2 separate regions of the Muntiacus reevesi genome follow, and region 2 is linked to region 1. The links are chromatin contacts, called in public Hi-C maps. All regions are on one chromosome and are shown on one strand. The core of a region is the stretch at or near the end of the contact, and the rest is flanking DNA. Distances in the headings are between cores, read along the strand shown.

Evidence for each region. A called contact is a pair of places that touch in the nucleus more often than the background predicts.
Region 2: a contact with region 1 is called in a Hi-C map of blood, with 2.3 times the contacts expected there. The contact joins the promoter of LTBP4 here to the promoter of CCNP in region 1. A contact is called at or near these places in 2 of 3 Hi-C or Micro-C datasets (blood and muscle).

The regions. Positions count from the first base shown.
Region 1 is chr2:261,479,411-261,487,144 of mMunRee1.1, forward strand. It overlaps CCNP (cyclin P), which reads right to left and starts at 3,488. Exons shown (of 6, transcript XM_065919364.1): 1 at 3,207-3,488; 2 at 1,716-1,805; 3 at 1,481-1,636; 4 at 733-891; 5 at 364-515. The coding sequence starts at 3,488. It overlaps AKT2 (AKT serine/threonine kinase 2), which reads right to left. Exons shown (of 14, transcript XM_065926109.1): 14 at 7,335-7,734.
Region 2 is chr2:261,751,317-261,759,050 of mMunRee1.1, forward strand. LTBP4 (latent transforming growth factor beta binding protein 4) reads left to right here and starts at 3,797. Exons shown (of 33, transcript XM_065926130.1): 1 at 3,797-3,960; 2 at 5,768-5,826; 3 at 5,991-6,129; 4 at 6,634-6,743. The coding sequence starts at 3,812.

The DNA of each region.
Region 1 (7,734 bases), core at 2,238-4,737:
GAGCAGCTAAAGGGTAATCCCATTCGCGGCCAGGAGGAGAGTTGGGGGACTCGAGGCTTGCAGACCCCTCATTCGCAACTCGAACGCAGTTAGAGCATCTTCTGGGCCTGAGGAAATCCTATTTTTCACCCTAGGACAAGGTTCAGGGCCCCCAAATCTGTAAAAACACCCCATTCTCCGAGACACCTCCAGAGAAAAGCAAATGGGACCACCTAGACTAGGCAGTCACCCCATTCTCTCTCGCACTCAGGAAACAAGTCTAGCCCCGCCCCCACATAATTGTCTCATATTCTCTGAGACGGTAAAGACGGCGACAAAGAAGGTAGGCCCTGCAGCCACAGAGACCCTCCACAGCGGCCATACCTGTAAAGCGCCGGCTCAGGCCCAGAACCCGCTCCGTCGAGCAACCGGTGAGCCAGGCCCAGCGCCGCAGCTGCACGGCGACCCGGCTCCCACCCTGCGGCTTCGGCCTCTAGCAGAGACAGCTCCAAGAAGTAAGTGGCGAGAAGCAACACCTGCAGTTTCCGCGGGGAGCGTGTCAGCGCACGCCCCTACTCGCGAGGCCACGCCACGCCCGCACAGGCCACGCCCCTACCCGCGAGACCTTGCCCGCCCGCGCAAGCCACGCCCCTACACGCGAGGCCCCGCCCGCCCGCACAAGCCACGCCCCTACCCGCGAGGCCACGCCACGCCCCTACCCACGAGGCCGCGCCGCGTTCCTGCCCCTTGCACCTGGGGGCCGCTCCGGGCCAGCGCAGCAAGCAACCCGAGGCAAAGTAGCGGGCCCGGATGGTGCAGCCGGAAATCCAAGCGGCTCAAGATGCGGCGCTCCGCGCGCAGAAGCTCGGCCCGCGAGAAGGAGCCAGCGCCCAGGAGACAGAGGGAGGAGGGCTGGGAATTGGGGGGGGGAAAGAGGTGGGGAAATCTTGGACCCTCGCTCGTTAAGCCCTGCACTTGAGCGCCTGGGATCTTTCAATCCCCGTTCTGGGCCTCTGTTTCTGGTCTGTAAAATGGGGCCATTGATTTGCTGTCTGGAAGTCATGGAAAGCAGAGGCTTCACAGCCAGATAGACTTGGGTTCCTGACTTCAAATCCTAACGTTTGCTCACGGTCTGACATGGACATCCACTGAAGCTCTCTGAGATTCAGTGTCTTCACATAAAACCGGAGATATGACTTCCTGTTTCACCAGGCAGTTCTGATAAGTCACTGAGTTTATGCATGTTAAATACACTCAAGAAGGACTATAGCTACTGTAAGACTGAGTCCAAGTCCCAAATGCTTGTCTTCTGGCGAATATCTTCCTCTGTCTGGGCCTCAGTCTCTTCCTCTGTTAAAAGGACACATTGGTAGCCTCTACCACATAGAGACATGCTGGGATTCTAAGACTAGGTAAAGTGCTTGCTTGGCACACACTAGGCGTTTAATCTGTGAGGCGGGGAGGAAGGGCTTCACCCTCCCAAGCCCCGCCCCGGAAGTACCTCGGGAAGCACGCACTCTTCCACTTTGCATGCCACGAACAGACAGGCCATGCCCAGCAGCTGCAGGCGGTGTAGGCGCACTCGGCCCGCGCGCAAGTAGGAATCAAGCAGGTGCACGGCCAGGTAGAGCGTGTCCCTCGCCAGACCCAGGTACTCCTGGGGAGCGGGGGGTTAGTGAGCACCAAGGTTCTAGACCGCTACGCAGGCCCCTCCCTGCCCCCTCCCGGTTACGTACGTGCACCTGAACCAGCCAATCCACCACTAGCGCGCGCATTTCCGGGGTCACGGTGCGGGGCAGGGCCCTCGGGGGCAGCGCACGGCACACCTGCGGTCGGGCAAGGGCGGCATCAGTCTCCACACCTGTGCCTTGGTTTCCCTCCCGGGCTCCAGCCCTGGGTGCTCCAGTCTCCTTGTCCGTCACGAGTGCCACATACAAACTGGCCTCCAACGTCTCCTGCGGATACACTCCTCTTGCGTGTCCCCATCTAGAACCCTGGACTTTGTTCTGGACACCTCATTTTCCAGCTCTCCAGTCTAGCCCCCAAGGCCACAGGACTTCATTACTGGGCATCTTCTGCTGGGTTCCCAGACTCCAGTCTTAATCACCAACCCTCAACCCATCCTCAGAGCACCCAGAGGGTCTTTCTAAAGTATAAATCTGACCAAGGAACTCTCCAGCTTAAAACCCTTCTGTGGCTTTCAGTACCCTTAAGAGAAAATCCTAATTGCCCTGACTCCGGCCCTGCTCCAGCATCACCTATCCCCTCTCTCCCCCCAAAACCCACACTTAAGCTACTTCTTTTGGTCCTGGACTCTGCCAGCCTCATTCCTACCTCAGGACCTTTGCACTTATGTGCCAGTTGAAATGGTCATTCCCCACTCCTTGCATTTCTGACTTCTCAGTCCTTCCAGTCTCAGCTAAAATTTCCCCAACTTTTTATATACTTTTCCGTGCACCCTATCTTCTCTATCTCATCGCTTTATTTTACTCATGGTATTTTCAGCCTGGAGATATCTAGTGTTTACTTCAAAGTTTTGTCTTTTTGCCCCCACTAGACTGGCAGCAGGGCAGGGATTTCTGTCCAGATCACAGCTATTTTTTGGTTCCTAACAGAGACCCTGGGGTGGGAGAGATGCTCACAAGATGTTAAATAAACCGCATCCCTTCAGTATTTCTTCTGGCAATGCCTGTCTCAGACAGTATCTGGGGACAACCATAGCCTACGTTTTGGTTTTTGTGGCCCTTCTGAAATTATCGCCTACATTTGCTTGTTTGTCTCCGCTCATTGAGGCAGACTGTCTTGTGTTGTCCATCACAGCATCCCCAGTGCCTAGAACACGCTCAGAAACATTTGTTAATAACTCACTGAATCATTGATAAGTGGGTTAATGTGAGGGTCTACGCAGTACCAAAGGAGGGGCTGCAAACAGCTAGGGAGGCTGGGAAAGGGCATTCCACACAGGTACAGTGCAAGAGAAAAAGGCCAAGAAGTTGTGGGTGGCAGCGCTACAAAGGCTGCAAAGTCAGCGGGAAGTGACGTGAGAGGCTGGTGAGGTGGGAGTTAGGGAAGACTTGTTGAGTGGGTGCTGCGAGAGAGAGTCAGCTTTGGCTTCCTCCAACCCGAACGTCGCCTCTGCTACCCTCCACAGATGTGGGCGGCGTTAGAGTTGCCCAAAGCCCGCTGGTCCACGAGTGTTCTCCCCACCCCACCCCACCCCCACTCACCATGACTTCGGCGAAGATGTCCCTGGCGTACTCACGTTCTCCCTCCAGCCCCAGCGCGCTCAGAGCCTCCTCCAGCCCCGGTGGCGCGCAAGGCCCCAGGGACCTCTCCGGGCGTCTTGGGGAGATGCTCCTGCCCCCCGGGACGCCGTCAGGGATTGAGGTGCTCCGAGGTTCTGGGTCAAGGGACGCGTTTGGACTCTGCAAGGGAGAGGGGCTGGGGTCAAGAGCCTGGAGAGGCCCAAGCAGAGAGGTGGGAACCTGGCTCCTGTATCTCACCAGCATCCTTTGAGCTGGCGTCAAGCCGAGCGCCTGCCTCTTCCTGCTGGAGTGGAGGACCCGCGACAGGTGCTTTAAATGCGCATGGGCGCATGCGTGCTGAGCACGCTTCGCCTGGGCAGGTGCAGAGGCAAAGACGAAATGCTACACAGGCTGGCTTTGCCCCATCCAAACTCTCTAGGTCGGGCAGATGGTTCAAACCCTCTTTCTGCTACTTACTATGTGATCAAAAGCCGGCCCTGTGAGCCTCACTCTCCTCAGCGATAGAGTAGGGATTTCAAAACTTACCCGACACAGTGGTCCTGAGGAATTTGTAAGATTGTTAAATGTACAGCACAGGGATTAAAACCTTAAAAGCTCAAGGCACGGGAGCTATAAAATCGTAACAAACACTGATAGAAGGCCTCTGTCCCCTGTGGTGGGTATTCAGGGATGAGCCCATGGTCGTTGCCTTTACCAAACCCACAGCTTCCAGTGGAGCTGATCCTCACGAGTCACCGACGATCAGTCTGGGTTAGTGCAGGGGCCTCTTCACTGCTTTTCCTGTAGCCACCGTCCACAATCGCCACCCATTGTGCAGCTAGAAACGATGCTGTGACCCCTAATACATCACATCATCCTCTGCCTCTGTTCAAAACATTGCGGGCTCCCATAGCCCTCAAGTTGAAAGTCCAAGAGGCCCTATATCATCTCCCACCCCCAAACATACCTTCGAGCCCATCTCCTATCCCCCTCACTCACTCCTCTCCCATCACACTGGCTTCCTGGCTCAGCCTCACCCACACCACACACAATTCTACCTCAGGGCCTTTGCACTGGCTGTTCCCTCTGTCTGGAACCTCCTCCCTCAGAGATCCTTCACCTCCTGCAAAGTGTTTCCTCAGATACCTCCTTCTGCATGAAAAGCGACATCCTGAGCATCTCCTGTTCCCATTCTATGCACATACTCTTGCCTTAGCATTTACTGCCTTACTTGCTGTCTCCCTCCTGACTAGACTGTGAACCCCATGAGGGCAGGGCCTGTCTAGGTTTTGTTTTTATTGCTGCATTCTCAGTGCCTCAAGGCGACTTGCCAGTGTCAGTACATTAATATTTGTTGAATGAATGAGTGAACACACAGGAAGGGCCTCTCTGAGGAGGTTATGTTGAAACTGAAACCTGTAAGAGGAGCCAGAAATGCAGATAGAGGATAGAATGTTCCAGGTGTGTGTGTGTGTGGGGGTGGGTGGGTGGGTGGGGGAAGCATGAGCAAAGACCCTGAGGCAGGAGAGCTTGCTATTTTCAGGCAGGGAGAGGTCAGCGAGGTGGGAAAAGTGAACAAAGAGTGTGAGATGCTGGACCAGTGGCTTCCAGTCATACTTAAAACTCAAACATCTTACCTTGGGCCCAAGGTCCTTTTGGTCCATTGTTACCTGTTTAACCTCATTTCCTTCTACTCTTCCTATGCTTTCACTCCTTGAGACACTCTGTCTTTATGTTCCCCAAACACATCAGACACCTGCCTGCCTCAGGACCTTTGCACTTGCCGTTCCTGTTGCCTGAACCCAATGAGAACCGGGATATGTATATGCTCAGAGGACCTCTACGCAGTGGGAGGCAGACCTCAGACATAGTGCGGGTTTGGTTCCAGACCACCTCAGTAAAGCAAATATTGCAACAAAGTGAGTCATACACATTTTGTCTTGTTTCCCAGTGTATGTAAAAGTTGTGTACACTAGTCTATTGTGTGCAACAGTATTATGTCTAAAGAAAAAAATGTGCATACCTTAATTTTAAAATACTTTATTGAAAAAAAATGCTAATCATCATCTGAAAACAGGGTTGCCACAAACCTTCAGTTTGTAACAACAAAAAAATGCAGTCTCTGTGAAGCACAATAAAATGACATATGCTGTAACAAAATTACTACAAGGGGAAAGTAGTAACTTTACAGAGATGATATCTGACAGACACCTTAACTGAGGAATTTGTCATCACCAGAAACAGAACAGATTGCCTATATACTTCCTGATAGGATATACCAAGAAGGGCACCTCATTTCAAGGAAGTTCTTTCACAAATAGCTTACATATAACCACAAAGAAACATCAGACCACAAACCCTGATCAAGAAGCATTCTTCAAAACAACTAGGCTTCCCAGGTGGCTCAGTGGGTAAAGGATTTGCCTGTAAGGCAGGAGACAGGTTCGATCCCTGGGCCAGGAAGATCCCCTGGAGGAGGGCATGGCCACCCTCTCCAGTATTCTTGCTGGGATCCCATGGACAGGAGTCTGGTGGTCCACAGTCCAGGGGGCCATGGAGTCAGCCACGACTGAAGCGAGTAAGCACAGCCACACTGCCAAGTAACTGTCCTGTGAGCTTCAAACCAGACAGTGGAAATGCAACACGTTAAGTCTGGACTGAGTCGTTGGCCAGGACTTATTTTCTTTTGTATTCAGGGACCCTAATGTGATCATTAATGAAAATCTGATTAAGGTCCAAGAGAAAATCGTTGTCTCAATGTTAACTTCTGAACTTTGGTAACTAGACTGTGGTTAAGAGAATGTGCTGGTATGGGGACAGACATATAAATATATAGGGGGCGAAGTCAACGCAGGATGTCACGGGGAACCTCCGGGAAGGGCAGGTGAAAATTCTTTGTATTTTTTAAAAATAAAATTTTGGAGATTCATGGAAAGTTGTAAAGAGGACAGAGTTCCCATATACCCCATACTCACTTTCCCCTATGAATACTTTAGTTTGGCCTCTTTGTCACAATTTAGTAAGCCAGTATGGACACAGTATTATCAAACCCATGCACTCTTCAGGCTTCCTGAATTTTTACCTAGTGTCTTCGCTGTCCTAGGACCTCATTGGCTTCCTTTGGTTGACGGCTTCTTAGGCTTCCTTTTTTGGAACCTTGACAATTCTAAGAACCTGTGGTTAGGTCTTTTGCAGAACATTCCTCAGTTGGAATTTTTCTGGTGGCTATCTTCGATTAGATCGAGAGTATGCGTTTTAGGGAGAAAGAGCCCAGGGGTAAAGTAACATTCTAATCGCCTATCAAAGGCGCACACTGCCCACATGATCCACTACTGTGATGTTGACCTTGATCACCTGGCTGACATAGCTTCACTTTCTCCACTGGAAAGCTACCTTCCCCCACTTTTCACACTGTGCTTTGGAAGTGTCTTTGCAGCCCGTATCAGAGGAATGGTGGTAGTGGTGGTGGTGGTGTTTCCCCCACTTGGAGGCAGAGTATCTACAGAAATTATCTGGAAGTCTGTGCAGGTATGTCTCTTCCCACCATATGTCATTGCCATCAGCACAGACTCATTTATTTTACCCCTTGGTAAACCAGTATTATGCTATTTATTGTTGCTCAAATTGCTTTCACCTGTGGCCACTGGGGGATATTCCCCCTTGGCTCCCATGCCCCTTCACCTGCCCCATCAGTGAGGTTTTGGTTTCAGCAGGTCCTTACGTTCCAGCACAAGATGCTCTGAATTCATCTTGAACATTTCCTGCTCCAGTCCTAGAATCACTGTGGTACTAATTTTGAAAGTTTCAAAAGTTTTCAAAGGACCCGCAGTTACTTCAAAATTAAAAATTTAAAACACTCCAATCGCTACACTTTGGGGAAAAGCTATCTGACATGTATTAAAATACAGCAACTCTAGAATGTAGGCCACAAAAATTTTAAAAGCACAAGCGCAGTATGATGGATTGTTACACTGAGGTTTATTACATTATTGCTGACAGCAGCAAACAAACTGGAAAGTAAATGTTTGCCATGGGGGGGGGGGGGGCGGGGGGCAGCTGAGTTGGCTGAGGCACCTCCACCTGGAGAAAGAAGTTTGTGAAGCGGCTGGAGGTGTGATAACAGTGTCCACAAGGAGTCCCTCAGAGGCAAAACAGAAGCTGAGAAAGGATCTCGTTTCTACCAATGACCCAGCACGGCCTACTGGTGTTGGTGCACCGGCAGGAGGCGGCTAAGATGCAGCAGGATGGAACCCAGCAGCTTGACGTCATAGGCACAGGGGTGACGTGAGGGCCAGAACGACTGCTCAAGTGCTCAGGGCCAGGGGTGGTTCTGACTTCCCTCCTCCTTTCACAAAACTTGTGAAACTGTCTACACGCACATGACAAAAGATCAACCTATTCAAACGTTAATTTTCATAATTGATGGAATTCTATTAAAATTCTTCCCTCTAAATCGCTTCGGGAAAAGTTCTGCCAGTGACACAAGCACCACCAGGAGGTCCAAGTGGAT
Region 2 (7,734 bases), core at 2,547-5,046, 270 kb after region 1:
GGTTTGATCTCCTTGCTGTTTAAGGGACTATCAAGAGTCTTCTCCGGCACCACAGTTCAAAAGCCTCAATTCTGCAGCACTCAACCTTCATTATGATCCAGCTCTCATATCCGTACATGATGACTGTCGTGTCTCCTTGTAGCAGCAAAATCACAGGATTGATTCTTATTGGTTTAAACTGAATCAGCTGGCCATTCTTGAAGCAATCATTATGTCCTTCCAGGGATCATGTATCCTCACAAGCCAGGCAGTGAGGTCAGCCCCATGCTGACAGAGTGAAGGAAGAGTTCCTTAAAGGTGAATCAGGATACTATTACCACAAACGGGGATGAATAGGTACAGGCTGGCAGAAACACAAACTGTCAACTAGGTGACATTTGTGCCCCAAACCTCACCGCTGCAAACACCTTGCCCATCCATATCCCCGGCTGCCCAGTTTTTCACCCCTGTCTTGCTCATAACAGAGAGGGTGTGATGGCATCAGCTCGCCCCAGCCTGACATCCTTGAGGTTTTCCTCCAGATAATACCTATTCCTCTGGCAGCTCCTCAGGAAAGTTTTCTGCATCTTTTCCTTGGGTCAATGAAAAAAAGAGAAAGTGGGTCAACTAAGAACAAGGGATTTTAGAGTGTGCTAGTTCTAGAATTCCAGAGTTTCTGGGATGCCAGAACTTATGTAACTTGGCAGAATGTTAGAGGATCTAGAACATAAGAAGATTCTATAGTGTTAGTGGATGAATAATGTTAGGCTTTTCCCCTGCCTATCAAAGAATCCAGACTGCAGAAGTTTCTGAAAAAAGACCAGGAAATTTGATGATTCTAGAACAGAAGTGTGTTCTAGAATGCCTATCCCAGTAGGAATGTCTTACAAGCCAGAGATTCTAGAACGCTGAGAATTATAGGACACAGAAAAAAATCTGGATTACTAGGAAATCTAGAGCATAGGGGTATTCTGGAATGTCAACCCTTCTAGATCACTAGAGGATTGGTTTGCATTCTAAGAAATCCATAACGTCAATGGGCTCTGGATTTCCAGAGAATCTAGAACATGAAGAGGAGCCCTAAAAGGGGAGTGAGTCTAAAACATGAGTGTTCTGGAATGTCTGTGCTCTAGAATATGCGGGTATTTTGTGATGCTCTTAGAGCTGGAATATTGAGATAGTTTTTTCCATGCCAGGGAACCCAGAACACTGCTTTGGGATACTAGTGATCCTAGAATTGAAGGTGAGAATGTCAGAAAATCTAGAATACAAAAGAGATTTGTTTGTTTTTGTTTTTAATACCAAGGTAAAACCCTGTGTGTGAGCACATACAATGGAGGAAGCTTCTGGAATGCCAGGACTCTAGAACTCTGAGAGATTCTGAAGGATTGAGATCAGATCAGGATCCAGGAGCGACATAGAAACAACCCTGGGGGATAGTAGCAGTGATAGGGAGGGACTGGGAGCTGGGAACTCCAAATTCTGGGGGGAGGGGAAGCCAAAGCCATCCCCGGAAGTTGCAGTGGTGAGCCAGAGGCTGTTGCCTAGCAACGAGCATTGAAGATGCCCTGAATCCCAAGCAGAAGGGAGAAATTTCGGCAGCGCCCCCAGCAAATGCTCCAGCTACAGGGTAGGAGATGGGGAGGGGGGCAACGGGAGCAGGGCCACATCGTCCTGCAGGGCCATGTTAGCAGGGATCGTGGGAGCCACACGAAGACAGGGACACAGCACATTCAGTGGGCAGAGCCGGGCACTCCATCATTGAGCAGGGGCAGCCCACGGATGTCCCTGAGTGGGGCCTGAGTGCCATCATTACTGCTACAAGAGGCTGTGTGTCCTGGACAGTGTGTGTGCGTCCAGACTTCTGGGTGGCAGTGTTGGGTGGAGACTGTGGGTGGCGGTGATTGTGTGCGTGTGGCTGTGTGAGTCAGCCCGTATGCCTCAAGGTAAGGAGGGAGGGTGAAGAGACCCTCTGTCCCCCTCGCACACCCCTTGGAAGAAGGAGTTGGGGATGAGGTCAAAGCTGAATTGATTGCTGTTCTTAGTCTGAGGTCAGCCCTTTGCTCAGGCCTGGTACCCTGTGTGGGTGGAGCCTGGGATCTACTCAGGGTGGGGCAAAGCTTACAGAACTGGAAACCTTAGGGTTTGGAACCCCTGGAGGGGGAACAAGAAGAGGGTAGGGTTTGGCACCCTAAGTGTGGAGCCTCAGCCTAATTCTTGTGGGAAAGGATTTGATCTGAAACTCAAAGGAGAAGGGATGGGGAACTGGGGTTCAGGCTCTAAAGCGCTGATGCCTTTGGAAGAAGAGAGACGGGGTTTTTAATTCCAAGAAAAGTGGAGCCTTGAATTTATAATGAAAGGACTGGGCTGGACTTGACACCCTCTGTGTTGCAGGGTTGTGAGCAAGGCTTGGAGCCCTAAACCCACTAAAGTGGGAGCAGGTGGGGACTAAGGCCCCTTGTGACTTGGTGCTCCCAGTGGTAGAGGTCCCTAGAAAGGGAGGGGACTGGAATTCTTTTTTTTTTTTTTTTCCTTTCAATTATATTTAGTTTTGACTGTGCTGGGTCTCCATTGCTGCATGGGCTTTTCTCTAGTGAGGCACAGGGTCTATAGCATGCGAACTTCAGTAGTTGCAGGATGTGAACTCAATAGCTGCAGCTCCCAAACTCTAGAGCACAGGCTCAATAGTTGTGCACAGGCTTCGTTGCTCCGAGGCATGTGGGATTTTCCTGGATCGGGGATAAAATCCATGTCTCCTGCTTTGGCAGGCGAATTCTTTACCACTGAGCCACCAGAGAAGGCCTGGGACTAGAATCCTTTAAGGAGAAAAAGTCTGCAATTCTGGGAGCGTGCTCTCAGCTTTTAAAAATTCAATCAGGGAAGCAGGTGTGGTACCCTCTGGGGGGGAGTGGAGAGGGGTGCAAATAGGGGAGCAGAGAATTAGGGGCAGAAGCTACAACCTTCCTAGGAACAAGCTATTGTTTGTCAAGTCTGGAACCCCTGAAATACAGGGCCTTGAGAAAGGACCAATCCTGTGGGAGGATGTAGAGTCGGGGTACTGTCCGGGGGGCGGGACCTGGAGCTCAGTGCAGCATTAGAATTAGCCCCCAGAATCCTGAGTCTCTCGCGTAAGAAGTGGGCACCCGTGGGGTCTTCCGGAATCTACCCTCGTCGGGGAGCAAATTCTGATGGATTTCTCCCAGGACTGTGAGCCGAGAGATAAGGTCTTCCAGAGGGAGTCTAGTTTAAGGGAACCCGGCTTCCCAGGTGTCTCAACGGTAAAGAATCTGCCTGCAAACCAGGAAATGCAGGAGACGCAGGTTCTATCCCTGGGTGGGGAAGATCCCTTGGAGGAGGGCATGGCAACCCACTTCAGTATTGTTGCCTGGAGAATCCCATGGACAGAGGAGACTGGCGGGCTACAGCCCATAAAGTCTCACAGAGTCGGACACGACTGAAGCGACTTAGCAAGCTTTCACGCCTGCCACCTACGCATCGACTAAGAGGAGCCCCAGCAGCTCCACACTTGTGGCCTCTCCTTTAAGGCAGGATTCACTGAGCCACTACCCACCTCGGCATTGAAAACTTCGGGCCCCAGCGCCCCCCGCCCGGCACCTGTCCACGTAGCCCCACCCCTGGCGTCTCCTGATTGGCCGTGTAGGCAGCGCCCCCTAGCGGCACCGGGCTCTGATTGGCGGGAAGTTCGCAGCCCGCGACAGGGGGATTGTGGAGAAAATGAGTCGACCTCCGGCGGGGGCGGGAGGCGGGGCAGCGCCGAGCCGGACCCGCTGGACAGACGGGCCGCCTGGAGCCCGACTCCACGCCGGACACGATGCGGCTGCCTGGCCCCAGCGGCCGCCGCCCCCTCCTGCTGGTGCTGCTGCTGCCGCTCCTTGCAGCCGCCGCCACCGCCGCCTCCGCCGCCGGCCCCAGCCCCAGCCAGGCCGTCGAGGTCGCGGCGATCCCGGGCCGTCCGGCCGGGTAAGCCCCGCTGCGGCCCCTTCGTCCTTGTGCCCCCTCCACCCAATAAGTCTGGCGGTCCAGGAAGACCAGGACTTTCGGATTTAGGGGAACATGTACCCACTGCTTCGTGATAGGGATGAAGAACCAGGGCTCTTGGATTTATTAGGGCCCTCTATTTTGTAGGGGTTAGAATCCGAGGTGTATTGGGGTTCTAAGCGGTGGGACTCCCCTCCGGTGCGGTAGAGACGGATGTGGCTCCAGGAAATTCTAGAGTTTATTTGGAGCAGGGTCCCAGTTTGTATGGGGATGGGGCTTTGGGTTCTCCTAGGATGATAGATGGGTGGGGCCGAGCTGGGATGGGGTCCCCAGGTTTCTGGGATGCTTAAGGAGAAAGAGTATGGGAGGTTATCTTGGCGCTTTAAGCAGGAGTTGAGACGTCCTGGTTTTCTGGGGTTTGGGAATGCTTGAATTAATTAATAGAGACCTTTTCCTATAAGACTTGGAGTTTGGTGTTGATGGCGGAGGGGCTTGTGGGAAATTGTGCGGAGGTGTGGTGAGGGGGTGCTCAGATTTCATGAGGGTTAAGGATGCTTTAGTTGCCTAGAATTAGAGGATTCCGGGCTTGAATGAGGTACCAGTGATTTCGCGGCAAGAGATCCAGAATTTCGTATAGATTTGGGAGTTATAGCCACTCTTCCTGTCTACGGGTGACGAGATCGGAGGAAACAGTCTGCCCAGTACCCCCACCCCCCGCCCTGCGGCCCAGCGCTCCGTTACAAAGGCCCCGGGCTCCGCTCCCGCCTCGGTCTCTGCGAATACGTTTAGTAACCCGAGCCGCGCCGGGGGCGGGGCTGGGAAGGGGTTAACCCGGAGAAAAGGCGGGAGGGAATGACGGCAGGATCGGGGGTCAGGGAGGCTCCCACCCTGGCCGCCCCCTTCTCTACCGGGCCCCACCCGTCTAAAAAGAGTCCATACGGCCGACGTCCCCTTCGCAGCATCCCCCGCTGCTCCTCTCTCCTGCCCTGCGCACGCGCCCACGGCCCTCGTCCCCCTTAGCCTGGGAATAATGGATTTGTCTGGGGGGCCCCTGGGTTGCGACACACTTGCGCCCAAGCTGAGGGCTCCGCCGGCCAGAATCGGAGACCCTCCCGGCGCGGAGATTCCTCCGAAGAACGACTCCTTCCTCGTGGTCAGGCGGGAAACTGAGGCCCAGGGACCAGGAGACTCTGGCTCCAGGACACACAGCGTGGAAGGGCAGGAACGGGCTAGAACTCAGGCCTCGGGATTCTCAGTGCTGGGCTGTGGCTCCTGTATCCCTGTCCACCTCTGCACCCCGCTGGACCCACAGTCAAAAGAGGACTTCCCTCCCCAGCCGTTGAGGCCTGTGGACGTGGCGCCATCTGCCGGCAAACTGCGGGATGACGGCTGAGTCCAGGACAGGGACGTGCGGGGAGGGCGGGGTTCTAGATTCCCAGAGCCGGCTTGGAAGTGCGCTTAGAAACCTTCTCTGAGTCTCTCTCTCTTTAAAAAAAAAAATCATTTTTAAAAAAGACATTAAAATGTCTTTTCCAATAATTCCTTACCCACAAACACTTCAGAAGAAAAACAAACGTGAGGTTGCTGTGACCTTTACCCAAACCAATTTGCCTCCCATTGTACAGATGGGGAAACTGAGGCATCGAGCGACGTGCCTCAAATTGGTCACATAACAACCCCAAGCACCCTCCAGCCTTATCTTGGCTTCCCCTCCCCTATCCCTCACCGCTGTCCTTTGGGGAGGTCTATAGTGCTAGGGGCTTAGTGACTTCCATCCCTCTATTTATAGTGTTCTTGCTTGTCGCTGCTGCCCAAGCCGATCGCCCAGGAGGAGCCGCTGCTTTAGAGGTGGGTTCTTGTAGGCGGAGTATAGGTTGGAGGGGAAAGATGGTAGAAGCAGAGGAGCTGGGGGTGGGGGGGTCCCTTCCTCATCCCTCACCCCAGCTGGAGAGCTGGATGAAAGAAGAACTCGGTTGCCTCCTTTTCCACTTAGTCCCTGGCTGTCTCTGAAGCCTCCTGCAGGATCCGGAGCTGCCGGCCCGAAAAGTGTGCAGGCCCTCAGCGGTGCCTGGCTCCAGGGCCCCCAGAGCTGCCGAGCCCCAGCCCCAGCGTGAGGAAGAGACAGGTGTCCCTTAACTGGCAGCCACTGACGTGAGTGTGTGACCCTCTCCTGCTAGATGCTCCCAACCCCGCCATTTCCAGCACATATCCCTCTGCTCCCTGGGTCTCCTTTTCCTTGCTCTCTCTTTCTACCAACTTATGTCTCTGTTTTCTATTTCTCCTTTTCTTGCCTATTGCTGTCTCTAGGCCTTCCGTTTCTCTCTCTCTGTCTCTGTCTCCGTGTCCTTATTGGTCCCTTGCATCTGTCTCTCTCTATTGGTTCTTTGCCTCTGTCTCTTTCTCTCATAGTTACCTGCCTCTTTCCTCTGTCTTCTCTCTCTCTCCCTCCCTCATCCCGGTTTATCCCACTGACTTTGTTCTTCCTAGCCTCTAAAGAATGTTCCAGGCCTGATCCCCAGAAAGAGATGGAAGGGGGATGCAGAGCCTCTACTGGAAGACCTCCTGATGTAGGAGGTCCCTTCCAGCTGCGGGAGCTGGGGGGAGGGGGTCAGCCTAACCGTGGTGACAACTCCTTCTCTGCCCCCTCCCACCCAGGCTGCAGGAGGCCCGAGCCCTGCTGAGGCGACGGCGGCCCCGCGGGCCGGGGGCCCGGGCATTGCTGAGAAGGAGGCCCCCAGAGCGCGCCCCTGCCGGCCAGTCCCGGGGTAAGAACATCCGCCCTTCCTCCGCCGGGTTGGGGGGGGCGGTGAGGGGGGATGGGGGGGTTCCGGGCCAGATAAAGCCGTCTGGTTCCCACGGTGCAGCCGCCGCCTAGCCGCCCCCCACTGTAGCTCAGCACCCCTCCCCAGGACTCAGCCTCCTCTAGGGACCCCGGCGTCCGGCTGCGAGAGGTGAGTCCGGGACAGGACCAGGCGCGGGCCAGAGGCGCTGACCCGCGGGGGTGGGGCCAGGAAGCCAAGCGTCCGGGCTCCCCGCGACCGAAGAGGGGGGCGCTGTCCCGGCCGAGAGCGCCCGAACTAGCCCAGACAACAAAAGCGATTGTGCGGGTTGGCGCCTGCCAGGTCACCGAATGCCCCCAATTGCGGGGCGGCTAGGGGCCAAAGGCCTCCCACTGCTCTTCCGACCCTCCTCCCGCCCTCCTCCTGCTCCAGCTTTCAGCCCCTGGGCTAGCACACCCCCTAGTCTCCGCTACCCTCAAAAGTCTCCCTCCTGCTGTGGCCTTCAGCCCAGATGTGTCCCCTCCTCCCTAAAGTCTTCCAGATGTGGGCCTTCCGCCAGATGTGAGGACCCCCGCCCACCATCTCCCTCCACCGTTTCCCCTAATCCATTCTGACTTCTCCTCCCAGGAGTGAGGGTCCCGGTCAGACGTGACTGCATCCTCAAGTGGGCCCCTCCAGCGTCCTGCCCACCGGGCAGACCCCCAGTCCCTTCGTGTGCCCAGGTGCACCGACCCTTCTCCTCCCCCCCAAGATGTGCCACCTGGCTGCCCAGATGTGCCATGACAATCGCCTATCCAGATGAAGCCCCTGTCTCTGTGACTGAGGCGGAGGCAGCCTTTAGTCTTCTCCCCAAATGCGGCCCCCACTCCTCTTTCCTCCTTAAGGACAGCCTGGTCTGGGGTGGGGTGTGGGGGGACCGGCCCGCCCCCACCTGTTGCCTTCCCCGCCGCTCCCCTGCGGGCCCCATTCACTTGTT